Regions from separate parts of the Mus musculus genome. Here regions 1 and 3 are each linked to region 2. Evidence: chromatin contacts called from public HiChIP or PLAC-seq data. All regions are on one chromosome and are shown on one strand. Each heading gives the region's core, a stretch centred on a gene start, on an enhancer-like site or on the middle of the called end of the contact. The rest is flanking DNA. Distances are from core to core; before and after follow the strand shown.

Region 1 (4,643 bases), core at 1,041-3,540, 95 kb before region 2:
AAAATGTTTACAGAAACAAAATCTAAGTGATAAGATTAAGAAAACTTAAAGAAAAAAAATTCCCAGTCTATTTTGTAATTCTAGCACTTAGAAACCCAATGCAGGAGGATGACAGGTTGGAAGACCTGAGCTACACTGTTTCAAAAGATGGGGATGGGGTGGGGGAGAAAGGAGAGATGGACTACTGCTTCCATGTTTCAAAGAGTATGTCTTACTTTAAGAAACAAAAATTAGAATAAAAAGACAAAGTCTCTTACTGTGATCTAGCCGGCTGGCCTGGCCTGGCCTGGCCCTCCTCCGTCTCCAAAGTGCAGAGGCTAAAAGCGTTCACCACCACCACCACCAGCAGCAGCAGCAGCAGCAGCTAGATCTTACTTTGATAAAGAAAAATGTAAGACTGAAAAAAAGTATGATTTCCTTGTACATATAAGCACTTACAAAACCAATAGTAAGTTCTAAGGCAATTCTTACAAATCATATATTGTAAGCATTTAGTAGTTACTAATTACTTGCTAATTTTTTTAAACCTGTAAAATAGAGCTTAAAAACTTTCACTTCTGGCTCTCCAATATTTTCATAACTAAAAATTAACAAGAAATTTTTTACTTTTCCAGAAAAATGGTGTGTGTCCAACTGTCTGTCTAGACTGTTAACAGTTCAGTTCTTATTACTATTTTTTTTTTTATAAATCTACAGTTTAATGTTCAATTCCAACACAGGGATCCAGAAGTTCTGATGCAATTTTAGAGAACTCACCAACGCAAATGCCTTGTGTGTAGAGAAGGTTAATTTAGGCACCTCTTTTAATTACTTCAGATAAGCACGCATCTAGTGACACTTTCTACAAAAGGTATTTTCCTTGGCTTGGACATAGATTTACTTAAATATCCCGGAAGCTGTCAAAATCGACCTCAAACTGCATTATATTTAGGAAACAATGCTAAGTCCTGACTGTGGCCTTCTCTGCTCGCCTGTCTTTCTCAAGAGCGCCTTTAATATGCCCTAGCATACATTTCCGGCCTCATGAGTCACTGAAAAATGAGTTCTAAGTTTTCCGTGGAAGGTCGTTCAAACAGCTCCTCTACAGCATTCAAAGATCTGACTCCAAATGCCTCTTTAGTCTACCCCACCTATCACGGCACCCGGTGATGGAATTGGCAACATTCGCATGCTCTTTGTACCTTTGTCCTCCAGCTTTGTTGCCCCTCCACGCCCTTCTCCACTGCAACCCCCTTCTCCCGAATCCAATCGAGTCTTCTAGACCCGGTTTAGCACCGCCTCGCCCAGGAAGCCTCCCAGGTTCGTGGGAAGGCGGAAACGATCGACAGGTCCAGTCACCCCGGAGCACCTTTCTAGCAATTGGTAGTTCCTAAACGGAACTTATCTATCCCCCTCCTGCCTGGTATCTTAGCTATTTGTGTACTCGTCTTATCTCTCACATCACCGCGTTAAAGCTCCCCAGGGGAGGGCACCTCCCGGCCGGGTTCACCTCGGAGTCGCTCCGGCACCGGCACGCAGTCGGCGTTTTGGATTGCTCCAACCGAACCCGGGAACGCGCCGAACGCACAATTCCTAGCCAGAAATCAGTTAGGCATTTTCCTGAAAGGTCCCCTACAAAGATAGTGTCAGCGTCCCGCTAACAGTGAGGCTACGCGGAGCCCAGGGCTAGGTGCTCGGAGTCCCCGGAGCGGCGGGAGTGACAGCTGGCCGGGCCAGCTCTACCCCGGTTAGTTGTAGCCCCGGCCGGCAGGCCCCCGGAGCCTAGTACGGGCGAGGACAAGGGCGGCGCCCGGAGCTCCGGCTGCTCCGGGCCGCTCCCGCCGCCGCCACCCGGGAAAATGGAGGCGGGTCGGGCGGAAGCCGGCGGGCGTCCGCGTCGCGAGCAGGGCCGGGCCGGGGGATCACTCACCGGGCTGGGCCGGGCCAGGGAGCTCCCTCTCTGCTTCGTCTCCGTCCCCGTCCTCGGCCGCCGCCGCCTCGGGCTGCTCGCTCGGTCCCCGCGGCGCGGCTCGGACGCTCCGGCCCTCCGTTGTCCTCCGCCCGCAGCTGCTCCGGGCGACGGGCTCCCGCGGCGGCGGCGGCGGCTGCGCGGGCGGACGGTGGCCCAGGGGTTCCTGCTGTGGCCGCCGCGGTGCTGCGCTCGGTAGGGCTGCGGCTGTGGCCGTGAGGTCCCGCACTGCCTTCGCCTCTGAGGTTGTCTCAGCCTTCGCGCGGCTACTGAAGCCCCAGACTCTCTCAGGCCGCGCGGCTCCTGGCGCCCCGCGCCCAGCTCCGGCCTGAGCCCGGCTTTGACGTGCGCACTGCGCAGCCGCCGAAGGCGGGACGTCGGGCGGCGCCGCAACGCCCTCTGCGTACTCGGGCGCCCCCGGACGGCCGGGCGGACTCGGGACGCCTGAGTCGCCGGCAAGTTGAAGAGCTGGGGGCACTGAGAAAAAGCAGAAGGGGAGCTGGAGTCGTCGTCTATGCGCCCCTTACTTGCTAGTTCCTGGAGGAACACAGTCCACTTCCTCAAGTCTTAAAACTTTACATCTGCGGAGGGCTCAAAACTGTTCAAATGGGTTCTTTCATGCTTGGGCAGAACCTGTAACTTCACTTTGGCATCTCCTGACAGGGGAAAAAAAGTGATGAAATATTCCAAAGAAACAAGATCCAACAAGGGTACATATCCTACTTTTTCCAAAGTGGATTTTAGTGGTGCATGCCTGTAATCCCAACACTGGGAGGTGAACTCAAGAGAATTAGGAGTTCAAGGTCATCCTAGACTTCACAGGTTTAGGTCAGCCCGGGCTGTGTGAAAAACTCTGCCTATAGATAGATAGGGAAGCAAGTTCCATGAAGAAAGAAAGAAAGAAAGAGAGAGAGAGAGAGAGAGAGAGAGAGAGAGAGAGAGAGAGAGAGAGAGAGAGAGAGAGAGAGAGAGAGAGAGAGAGAGAGAGAGAGAGAGAGAGAGAAACAAGTGCCATGAACACACACCCAGAGGAATAAAATAATGCATTACAGAGATCTAATGACAGAGTCTGGAACTCAAAAATGCTACATGTGTGCTCCTTTGCTATATGCTTAACAATGGGACAGGATTTTGGACAGCTACAGTGTGCTAAGGAAGTGGTTTCCTGAAGGAAGCAAGGCGATGTGAGCCTCCTGTGAGAACTTCAATACTTGAGAGAAGCAAGCTATCCATAGGATTTGGAGCAGGAAAGGGCCAGGCTTTGGCGTTTTAAAAAGGTCGTGATCAGAGGCAGGCGAATTTCTGAGTTTGAGGCCAGCCTGGTCTACACAGTGAGTTCCAGGACAGCCAAGGCTACACAGAGAAACCCTGTCTCAAAAAAAAAAAGTCGTAATCACTGTTACTGCGATATGAAGATCAGAGTGAAGGGCCGGAGGAATTCCACAAATACAGTAGACGGGGGTTGCTGACACCCTATAGTAGGGCTCGGGGGTATAGCTCAGGCTATACTATAATTATGGTAGATTCTGGATTCAGTCGTGGGTAGTTTGTATGCACACAAAGAAAGCTGAGACAAAGATGAGGGAGATAGAGAAGATAACACGTATGAAGTATCCATAACAATAGAGAAGATCACTCAGACATGGGCTCAAGCCGATAGAAAGTCTCTATTACCAGCCAGTGACTACTCTGGGTGTTTGGGGTTCAAGTATAGTCCTGAGCCTTTCTCAGGTGAGTTTGTTTGTTTATTTATTTATTTATTTTACAACTCAATGGCTCTCCCCGCCCCCCTTTTTAAGTACACACACACACACAAAACCATATCCTGGCTTGTCACACCTCGGTTAGCAAGAACAGTCATCCAGTCTAGTTGCAGAACTACAAAAGCCAAAAAGCAAGATTAGTTCCTTTATGGACTTTCCCGGAACTATGGACTTTGATGGATTAGGTCTTTGTTCTCTCTTGTTTTTGGCAGGTATTGCTGCCTCTATCCTGGGTCTCAGGACCTGAATGGTACTTTCATCATGGCATCTGTTGTGCTAAGGTCTGGAAACCTGTTACACTATAATCCTAGTTCTAGCAAAGCAAAGACTGTAAATTTGAAGCCAACCTGATCTAAGTAGTGAGTTCCAGGTTTCTAGCGCCACATGGCAAGATCTTGTCTCAACACACCACCCCCTTTAATTTGTGTGATCTTGTTCGTATATGTATGTGTCTGTGTGCTCAAGCATGTGTCAGTCAGGTATAGTAGTAGTGCACACCTATAACCCTAGCCCTTGGGAGTGGTGGGGGGAAAATGAAGAATTCAAGGTCATTCTCGGTGATATGCAGTGACCAGACAGATATGTGGTGTCAAGAAACAAGCAAACAAAACCATTAGCATATTAACACTTAAAATCCATTCAACCAAGCATAGTTCATCTTGGACATGTTGAACACTTCTAGGGAAACTAGCCAGACTGGTGAAATTTCCCTTGCAAAGGGCCAAAGGCTGCACCTACCTTCTACCCACAGTTACAGAGAGAAGATGCCAGACAGCTTTTGATGGCCTCTTACAGAATCGGGCTATTTTCCATATTCTTCTATTGGGGACGGGAGGGCTCTGGAAAGCTGTTTCTACTAAACTATTTCTCGGGCCATGCCACTTTCTGGAAAGTTCTGCATCTTCATTTTGAAACATTCTCAGGGGGCCTTT
Region 2 (4,452 bases), core at 1,060-3,559:
CAGAGCGTTGGTATGAAGGACTTACTTTTAAAAAAGCAATCTTTAAATTACCCTTTCTTTTATTTACTTTTCTTTTGGCATAGAGGGAGCTAAGGGTATTACTTGGTGACCTAGGCTGTCCTGAAACTCACTACAAGGTCTGGGCAATTCCTCTGCCTCAGTCTCCCAAGGGCTGGGATTACAGGTGTGAGCCACCACACCCAGCTATTCCTTTTCAAGACTAAGTGTGGGATGACTTACTGGAAGAAATCCTGCTGGGACATTCTGTAACTCAGGCATCCATGCGGTTGAATTATTTTCAGATATGTAATTTATTTTCTTTCATCACTGACACTCCGAGTTTAAAGACACACCTGCCCCTCCCCCTGTCAGATTTTAAATTATATCCATGCTACCAAATCTTATACAATCAGTTCATGGAAAAGGCCACACACAGTCTGTTCTCCTACCATCTGAAGGATGGGAGTCAATCCATTTAAGAGGATTAAGCTGTAATACAAGCCAGCCAAGGTCACAAACACCTCCATGGCATGCTGGCAACACCCACGCCATGGAACCTGGCTAACAAGAGTCATGATGGACACAGAGATTCTGCTAACATCTTCTACCAGTGAGTTATGCCTGTGAAATCTTTGGTTGAAGCTACCAGCTACACCGAGAGAGCCTTGAATCTGTTGCCGTTCCCCCAGAATATTGGAAGCTGCCTGTCACACAGCAGAAACTTTTCATCTACCATGGCTCCAGAAACCGCAGACGCTTTCTGCCCGCAGAATACCTGTATCAGTTCTCTCAGGGTCCATCCCTTGCAGCGGATGCTTTGCCGCCAGTTCTTGGCTTTTTCACAGTTTCCTTCGATTTCAAAGTCCATGGGAGTGAATAACCGCCCTGTCTTGCCCCGTATACTCCTCACATAGATGCCTGTAAGACAGGATAAACTGAGGAGCCAGCTCGGAAAACACCTGCTCTTGGCCTACGGTCAGGCTGGATCTGGGGCTCAGGCTCAGTCAGGAAGGTTTACATTTCCCTGTGAGTCACCAAGGGCCACACATCCACCTGACAGGCAAGGACAGAGACTAGTTGACATTGCCCTTTGACCTTTTCCTAAAAAGAATTCATTTATTTATTTTAGGAGTACTGGTGTTTTGCGGGGTGTTTTGTTGGTCTGTGGACAGCATGCATGTTTTCTGCCTACAGAAACCAGAAAAGGACATTGTCTCTCCTAGAACTGGGGTTGTGAGCCACCCTGTGGTTGCTGGGGATGGAACCTGGGTCTTCTGGAAGAGCAGCAGCTAGTGCTCTTAACCACAAAGCTGTCTCCCCAGCCCTTAACATCACCTTTTAAAGTATTCTACTGTAATATTAAAAGAAAAGAGAATAGCAAAGGAAGGTCTCTGAGACACAAACAGGATTTTTTCTCCTCCTTTTACTGTGCTCCAGGGTAGAGCCAACTTGCATTTTAGAAAGGTGAGTGAGGACACAAAGTTCCCTACTGGGCTCTTGTGAATCCACCCAGGAGGAAGCTATCACCACAGCCAGTCCTGTCTTTTGTCAACAACATCGCTCTTCCAGCTCATGATAGCTAGCTATAAAATATTCACATATTTTTGACACATGGCTATTGGATGTTAAAAGTGGTTTGGAAATATAATCCAGAGGGAATAGCTAGATTACACATAGACAGTAGAACTGTAGGGAAAATGCCTATTTGTTGATAACAAAAGAACCTATTGAGGCTAGGGAGATGGTTCAGTGGTTAAAATTGCCTGCTGCTTTTTCATGAGGCCCAGGTTCAGGTCTCAGAGTCTACAAGGTGGCATCTAAGCACTTGTTAACTCCAGTTCTGATGTCCCCGTTTGGTCTCCATGGGCTCCAGGCACAGGCACACATGCAGGCAAACACCCATGCTCATAAAACAAAAATAAATCTTAAAGAAAGAACTGTGTTGTAGGAGGAAGGTCAGTCACAATGGGTGATAGAGCAGTAGTTCTGTACCTTAACAATGATCATTTTCACTGTATTTTTTTTTATCTATAGTCCTTTATTTCTCATTGCAGTCCAGTGAGAGAAATTTTATTCTCATTTCATAAAAGAGGAAGTTCAGTGTTAGAGAGTCTGACAGAGATGACAGAGCAACTGACTTGGGGTTTAGCTATGAGTGTCACCCCATCAGGGTTCTCACATTGACAACCTGGTCCTTCACTTGGTATATGAGAATAAGATATTCTCGATCATAGAGGGAGCTGCCCTCAGGAGGGATGATGGTAACTCTCATGGGACCCCAATTGCTGGCTTCCTGTCTTATGATATGATCTCTTCCTCCTACACGTTCTCTTGTCATGAAGCCACCTACCAGCAGTCTCTTACCAAAAGCCACACAATAGGCTGCACGATCTTGACTTTTTAGCCCCTAAATCTGTAAGTTAAATAGAGTAGCCTTACTTGAATACTAAAATAGAGCCAGGAACAGTGGGCTAATATACTGGTAAACACAAAGTTTGAGTGTATCTTTCTTCCAATTCAAATATCTGCCCCACCCTTTTAACTTAGATTAAAGTTTGACAGATGTTGCAGGTAACAGACCCACAAAGGTTGATGATGAATCTCTCAGACATGTACATTTCCTGCCCAGCTGTGGAAGTTTTCACTCTGGTATGAGATACTAGATGGACATCTTATGGGCCCTTTTCTCAAGGGGAATGGGAGGTAGCCTGATAAGCTATGGTTTTATATTTAAACACGCAAAACTGCAACTTGGGGCAGAGCTCATGATAGAATGCTTCCCTAATATGCACAAAGCCCTGGGTCTAGCCTCTCTGGGGTGTGATGCAGATAGACACAGGATAAACACAGCAACCCCGAGACTCTTCTGAGTAACCACCATCCAACACAGTCAGCCCTTGACTGGCATCTGCAAATGTCATCTCGCTGTGCTGAAACTGTTACAAGGAGTACACTCGACACATACGACTCAGTTGGTTCCCTCCTGGGCATCTACAGAGAGAGGTGCCTTCATAATTCATGGCTGTTAGAAATTCTGGCACTAGACTCAGGTAGTCTCTACCAGGTGAGTAATGCCAAGATCTCTCTCTCTCTCTCTCTCTCTCTCTCTCTCTCTCTCTCTTTCTCTCGTCCTTGCTATCCTGGAACTCAATCTGAAATCCAGGCTGGTCTTGATCTCAGAGATCTGCTTGTCTCTGCCTCTCAAGTGTTGGGATTAAAGGAGCGTGCCACCACAGCCCGGCTCATGCCCTCTTCTTATTGTTAATTTGGCCTCACAACCTCTCACCTCATTAACAGGCATGACATTACCTATATCTCGAGTCCCATAAACTAGATCCGGGATGAGACACCCTCAACACAGGTGCCTGCCCCCTACACTGTGGCTTTGAAAGGCACCGAAGATCTGAAACTCACCTTGCTTAAATTTCTCCTTATCCAGGAAGCCCTGAGCGTTGCCACATACCACAGGAAGCTCAGCTCCTCCAAAATCCGCATTTTCTTCTCTGGGGATTCTCGGACCTGCAGGGACACATTTCACTTTATTCTAGAACCGTGCGGGACCTTCCCTCCACCCACTTTGGTATCTTACTTGTACAACTAAAAATGCATTAGGTTTTTACATGAATTAGTTACATTTTGTAATATAGTACATATTATCTCTTTTAGGCATGATTAGATGCTAATAAAGATAACAACACACTCTGCTCCCAACCTTTGGACTCCTACGCAGCAGCCAGAACTTTGGTGAGAAGAATTCCACTCCCAGACTTGTTGGCTACAGCAGTCACTGCTTGACGACTTTCTTCTAAATACTTTGGAGAGTTAATTCTCATTGTATTAGGGCTTTGGAGTTTTGTAGATGGGAAACATAATGCTCAGACTCTGTTTGACTGGCTTGTTGGATGCATTTATGGTAGAAAAGTGGGATGGGAGAGACACCCAGTGAGGGGGTGTCATCTCCATCCTTTGATCTGATTTGCTGTTTTTCTCCTTTACTGTGCTTGCCTGGGGTGGGGGTGGGGGCTCAAGCAGTACTAGCTCTAGAGCAGTGGTTCTCAGCCTCCCTAGTGCTGCGACCCTTTAATGCAGTTCTTCATGTTATGGTGACCCCCAACCATAAAATTATTTTTTGTTACTACTTTATAACTGTCATTTTGCTACTGTTACGAATCCCAATGTAAATACCTGTGTTTTCCGACAGTGGAGGTCTTAGGTGACACATGTAAAGGGTTATTGAACCCTCAGTGGGGTCATACAGGTTGGGAACCACTGCTGTAGATGATTCTGTAGGCGCCAGAGGGACCCCGAAGACCCTTCAGAGGTGTATGTATTGGAAATAGGAAGCCACAAGAGCGCTTATAGTGAGACAACATGGCGCTACTCTGGATATCTGAGATAAGTCAGCCAAAACATGGCTGACACTGGACATGGTGGAAGGGGGTAGGGACAATG
Region 3 (4,428 bases), core at 793-3,292, 99 kb after region 2:
AGGAAGGAAGTGGTCCCTTAACCCTAAGCGGGGGCGGTGCCTGGAAAGACCAGGAAGAGTTAGATTGTCTGCAGTCTCTCAGACTTGGAACTGTCCTGGCACCCTAGTAAGTCAGAACCAGAGAAGCTGGGACCTGATAATTGAGCAGCAGAGTAGGAAAAGTCGGGTGTGGCTTCATAAAGTTTTTGAAGCTTCTGAAGGTAGCTAGAGCAAGAGACCGCCCCCAACCCCGCCCACACACCTCCAACCAACCAAAGGCAAGTGCAGAGAATCCAGGCAGAGCCGCTTGCTAAGGTGTGACACTGACAGCGAGGCAACACAGGGCTTCAGCAATTTCACCATGGTCTTGAGAACAAGAGGCATCTCACAGAATTCGGAAGTGGATCACAGCCGAGGCTATAGCCAGTCGGGGACAGTATCATTTTTGAAGAATGGGTGCCTTACATTTACTCTGCACAACTGTTGCTCTTATCTGGAATGCTCATTCTCATTCTGTAAGTTAGAAAACCAGCCTGAAGTGGAAAGGTAAAGAAACAGGCGTAAAGATGCAAATAAAACAAAAGCAACCAACAGAAGCCTGGAAATAACAGGCAAAACAGAGGCAGAGACAAGGTGGCTAGGGACGAGGGCCTGTCCAGGGCTCCAGGCTCAGACCTCTGCTGAAGAGGTACAAATTACTGACCTGCAGGAACAGGTCCCAAGAGTACAGGGATGCAAACAAAGCCATACACCAAAAAAAAAGTACACTTTATGTCTTCATTTATATGGCATTTCTGCGCCGGTCAAACTTAGCTGTGTAACCGATGATCTGTGGTTCTCTGGGGCTGGAATCTGAGAGGGGGTTTTCTGCCAAGAACAAGGGGATTTTAGGAGGGCAGAGGACTTGGCCTGTGTGATCACTGTGGCATGATTATATTTGGTAAAGTTCACCAAAATCATCACTTTAGGTAAATGCATCTTTAAAACTGTGTTAAACGTATAAGTCTAATGAGCTCTCACGTGGTGTGAAATACCAGGTGAGGTTTTACCATCATTACTGTAGTCCTAGTATGTGTGACTCCAAATGAAATCTTTGCCCTTATTCATATCTGTCTGATGTAATAACTTTTCTTGCTTTAGAGGTTTCTCGAGGGTAGGGTAATTTTCTGACACATAAGCATGCTTGTGATTCTTGTGCAGACTCTCTCTCTCTCACACACACACACACACACACACACACACACACACACAAGCATTAATGCACACTCAGTCCCCATCCCTGAGACACTCTGGGCCAAGCCTCTACACACACACACACACACACACACACACACACACACACACACTCAGTCCCCATCCCTGGGACACTCTGGGCCAAGCCTACTGTTCTAACTGTACTTGGCTGCAAATTCTACCGTCGGTGTCTCCATAGGAAGTACAGAGAAGCTCTGTCCTGTGTGGGCTAGCCTTGGTTCAAATCTAAAGTCCCAGAGGCCTCGTGGGTATCCTGGGGGTGGGGAATTGGGGTGTCTTGTGGATCAAATACATTTGGGAAATATTAGACGGGGTTACATAGAACTCTTCTCAGTTGAACACTCAGAGACCCTAGCTCAGACTCTTTCGAGAGTCACTTGGTTGCCTTTTGTTTTATTTCAATTTTCTCACATAGTGATCCTGACAAATTCTAGACATTTCAAAGATGCCAGCTCTGGTTGTTGTTGTTGTTGTTGTTGTTGTTGTTGTTAATTTAATAACTTCTAGCAATTTTTTTCAGGATAACCTTCACCCCAATGCAGTTTGAGAATACTTCCTAAAGGTTACAATGAGACCACTGGGGGAATAGATCCCCAGGTTAGGAAGGGGACAGTGGACACACCCTTCCCATGTTCTCCAGTGTTAATCCTTTGCCTCCCTGCCTCTCACTCCACTCCAGGCAGATCTGGATTCCCAGCAAGTGCCCCTGAAACCCATAATGCTAACCACGCTGGGGAACCGCACAAGGCAGGGGTGGAGGAGTGGAGGGCGGAATTGGTGTGGCTGGCTGGCTTCCTGCTCAGTGTGCTGAGATCACTTTCATTTTTCTTTTCTTGAAGCCTGACTCCCCGCGGGACTTCCAAGGCAGCATAACTTCGGGTCCAGACTGGGCTGTCAGGCTTTTCCAGGAAGGATCCAGGAACCCCTTAACTAATCCAGGCAGTGACCTGGGAGAACTCGGGAGAACCCGTGGCAGCCCTCAGCATCCAGGTGCGTTCTGCTCTTGGGCTCTGCAACTAGATTCCTGATTCTTGGGGTCAGCTTTTGTCTGCTGTACCCTAGACTCCCCAGGTTCTCTCTTTGCTAAGTAATCTTGTCCAGAGACTCGAGCATGGCTCCGGATCCTGGCTCGGACCCTGGAGTGGAGGTGGATAAGAGGGAGGAAGGGGAGGGGAGGGGAGGGCAGTGAGGGCTTATACACACAACTCTTTTTCTGAAACAGACTTTGGGGACAGTGTCCAGTGCCTATTCCCGAGGTTGGACCTCGCAAGTGTCCACGGTGGGCGGTGCCGTTATCATCTTCCAACACTTGCCTAATTATGGAGCTATTGGGAAAGAGAAAGTAAGGGGCGCCCTTACTTCTCTCTAGCGGGGGTATGGATGGTTTTTGTATGTTTGCTTTTTTTGGTTTTAGTCCATGGTCATTTCACTGAAATACATTACTGTGCGTGAAAATTCAAGGGAAATGTAATTTTTACAGCTGGTGACCCTGATTCCAAATAAGTCACAGAACACTTGAAATGCTTTTCACTTCTACCCTATCAGGGACTGTGACTATTGTTTTGTCTCCTGGTCACTTTGATAGTACTATGCACTGTCAAGTCCTTCGACTTGTCTGCCTTTTCCCAGCTTAATTATGCATTCATTGTATATGATGCTCATTTTATTGATTGTTTGGGGCTTTGTCTTTCCTAATGGGTGTTTGTCTTTCCCTAATTTATTTGTAAGGCCCTTAACATAATAAAAACCTGCATGCAGGCAGCTGAGACACAGGATCTTTTTTCCCCTCTTCAAGACAGAATTTCTGTGTAGCCCTGAGTGTCCTGGAACTATATATATCAGGATGGCCTCCAACTGCCTTTGCCTCCAGTGCTGGCATTAAAGGCTTGCACCATTTCCTCAGGCTTGAGATACCATATCTTGCACAGTGAGAAACAAAATATCAGAGACAGACACACTCTACTGTAGATTGGTGTCCTTGGCACAGGTACTTAACCTCTGTAGATCTGACTTCCATCTTCGGAAACTGTGGCAGGCGGCAAATGGCAAAGTTGCCACAGCAGCGTAGGTCTGAGTGCTGCTGCCATCCTAAGCAGAACCCAGAGCACATGTTCTTGCTGCCTCCCCTCCCCTCCCCCACAAGTAGCCTCAACAGCTTTCCCTCCCACCTGTCCCCAGTCTGCCAGGATTCCCTCAGGACTGGATGATCTGTGACACATCTCCCTGCTCTACAGTCCTACTGTGAAGTCGGCTTCTTTTTGTTTTCTCCTCAACATTTTTTTTGCTAAGTTTAAGAGATTGGGAAAGAAGAAGAAAGGGACAGACAAGTCTACTCAATGTGATGCTGGGATTAAATTCCTGGAAATACTCTTTGGAAATACTCTTTAATATTTAATATTCTGTTTTAAAAAAGAGGAAAGGGGGACCTTTGCCTTCTTTGTGTTTAAGATTAGCAAACAAATAAACAGAACTGTGTTGCTAGCTGGGATGCAGCTCAGGGATAGGGCACTTGCCTAAGATGCACAGGTCCTGGACTCCATCCCCACTACTGCCAATCAACAACAAAAGCGCCCCCTCTGTGATCAAAAGGTTTACTAGGGCCTGCCTTCTTACAACAGTTTGCCACCTGGAAGTTTTCTGTTATAACTCACTGGTTATTTTCTCATGATCCAGAAGCAGTCGATTTTTAGAAACATTCCATAAGAAGACCCAGGTCCATCCTGAAGAATGAAATGGGGTCATAAAACCAAGCGTTGACTTTGACCAATCCTATTTTTCATATCCTTCCTGATTTTATTCATGTGTTGTCTGCTTGCGTCAAAGTGTTGTGAGTGATTTTTCAGTGTCTAAATATTACCAGCTTTCTAGCTCTACATGTTGGGTGGTCTCTTTTTCATGAGCATTGGTATGAGATAGTGCTCTGCTACACTGCAGGTGATCTGTTCTAAGCCAGCTCATATATATTCAACTCTCTCTATACATACACTCTGGCTGTGGCCAAGCACTTTCTCAACTGTAAACCAGCATCTAGAATGTCAAGATTCGATTAGTACTCAGCCCCCTCCAGATTGTATAATCTAGCATGAGGATCGCTTACCTCACCCCTGTCTGCATTAGAGCTCACCACAGTTAGGTAGTTGTGATGACAGTGACCACCTTGCAATGCTTTGTGAACTCCAGTAAGTTACTACCTAT

The links. HiChIP or PLAC-seq counts read pairs in DNA pulled down with a chosen protein or histone mark.
Region 1: a contact with region 2 is called in an H3K4me3 HiChIP or PLAC-seq map of bone marrow-derived macrophages, with 3 times the contacts expected there. The contact joins the promoter of Cab39 here to the enhancer-like site in region 2. A contact is called at or near these places in 2 of 39 promoter capture datasets (pre-B cells and stem cell-derived epiblast-like cells), 8 of 484 Hi-C or Micro-C datasets (CD4 T cells, CD8 T cells, Th1 cells and 4 more), 6 of 115 datasets of contacts at active chromatin or transcription factors (CD8 T cells, the SCID.adh cell line, bone marrow-derived macrophages and 3 more) and 2 of 9 other capture datasets (adipose tissue and liver).
Region 3: an H3K27ac HiChIP or PLAC-seq map of CD8 T cells shows a contact between it and region 2, with 10 times the contacts expected there. The contact joins the promoter of Sp110 here to the enhancer-like site in region 2. A contact is called at or near these places in 1 of 484 Hi-C or Micro-C datasets (bone marrow-derived macrophages), 4 of 115 datasets of contacts at active chromatin or transcription factors (the 230-238 cell line, CD8 T cells, effector CD8 T cells and 1 more) and 2 of 9 other capture datasets (adipose tissue and liver).

The regions. Positions count from the first base shown.
Region 1 is chr1:85,791,088-85,795,730 of GRCm38.p6, reverse strand. Cab39 (calcium binding protein 39) reads right to left here and starts at 2,290. Exons shown (of 9, transcript NM_133781.5): 1 at 1,910-2,290.
Region 2 is chr1:85,696,073-85,700,524 of GRCm38.p6, reverse strand. It overlaps Sp100 (nuclear antigen Sp100), which reads right to left. Exons shown (of 22, transcript NM_001372231.1): 14 at 3,415-3,519; 15 at 776-918. Among named protein-coding and RNA genes, the nearest start is that of A630001G21Rik, 38 kb to the left of the region's middle. Within about 2 kb of position 2,309, at least 58 of the 459 cell types and tissues checked have an H3K27ac peak or open chromatin away from gene starts, as enhancers often do. A contact at or near this core is called in the 230-238 cell line, CD8 T cells, the SCID.adh cell line and 9 more, where this site is marked.
Region 3 is chr1:85,596,424-85,600,851 of GRCm38.p6, reverse strand. It overlaps Sp110 (Sp110 nuclear body protein), which reads left to right and starts at 2,042. Exons shown (of 12, transcript NM_030194.1): 1 at 2,042-2,223. Sp140 (Sp140 nuclear body protein) reads right to left here and starts at 149. Exons shown (of 17, transcript NM_001013817.2): 1 at 1-149.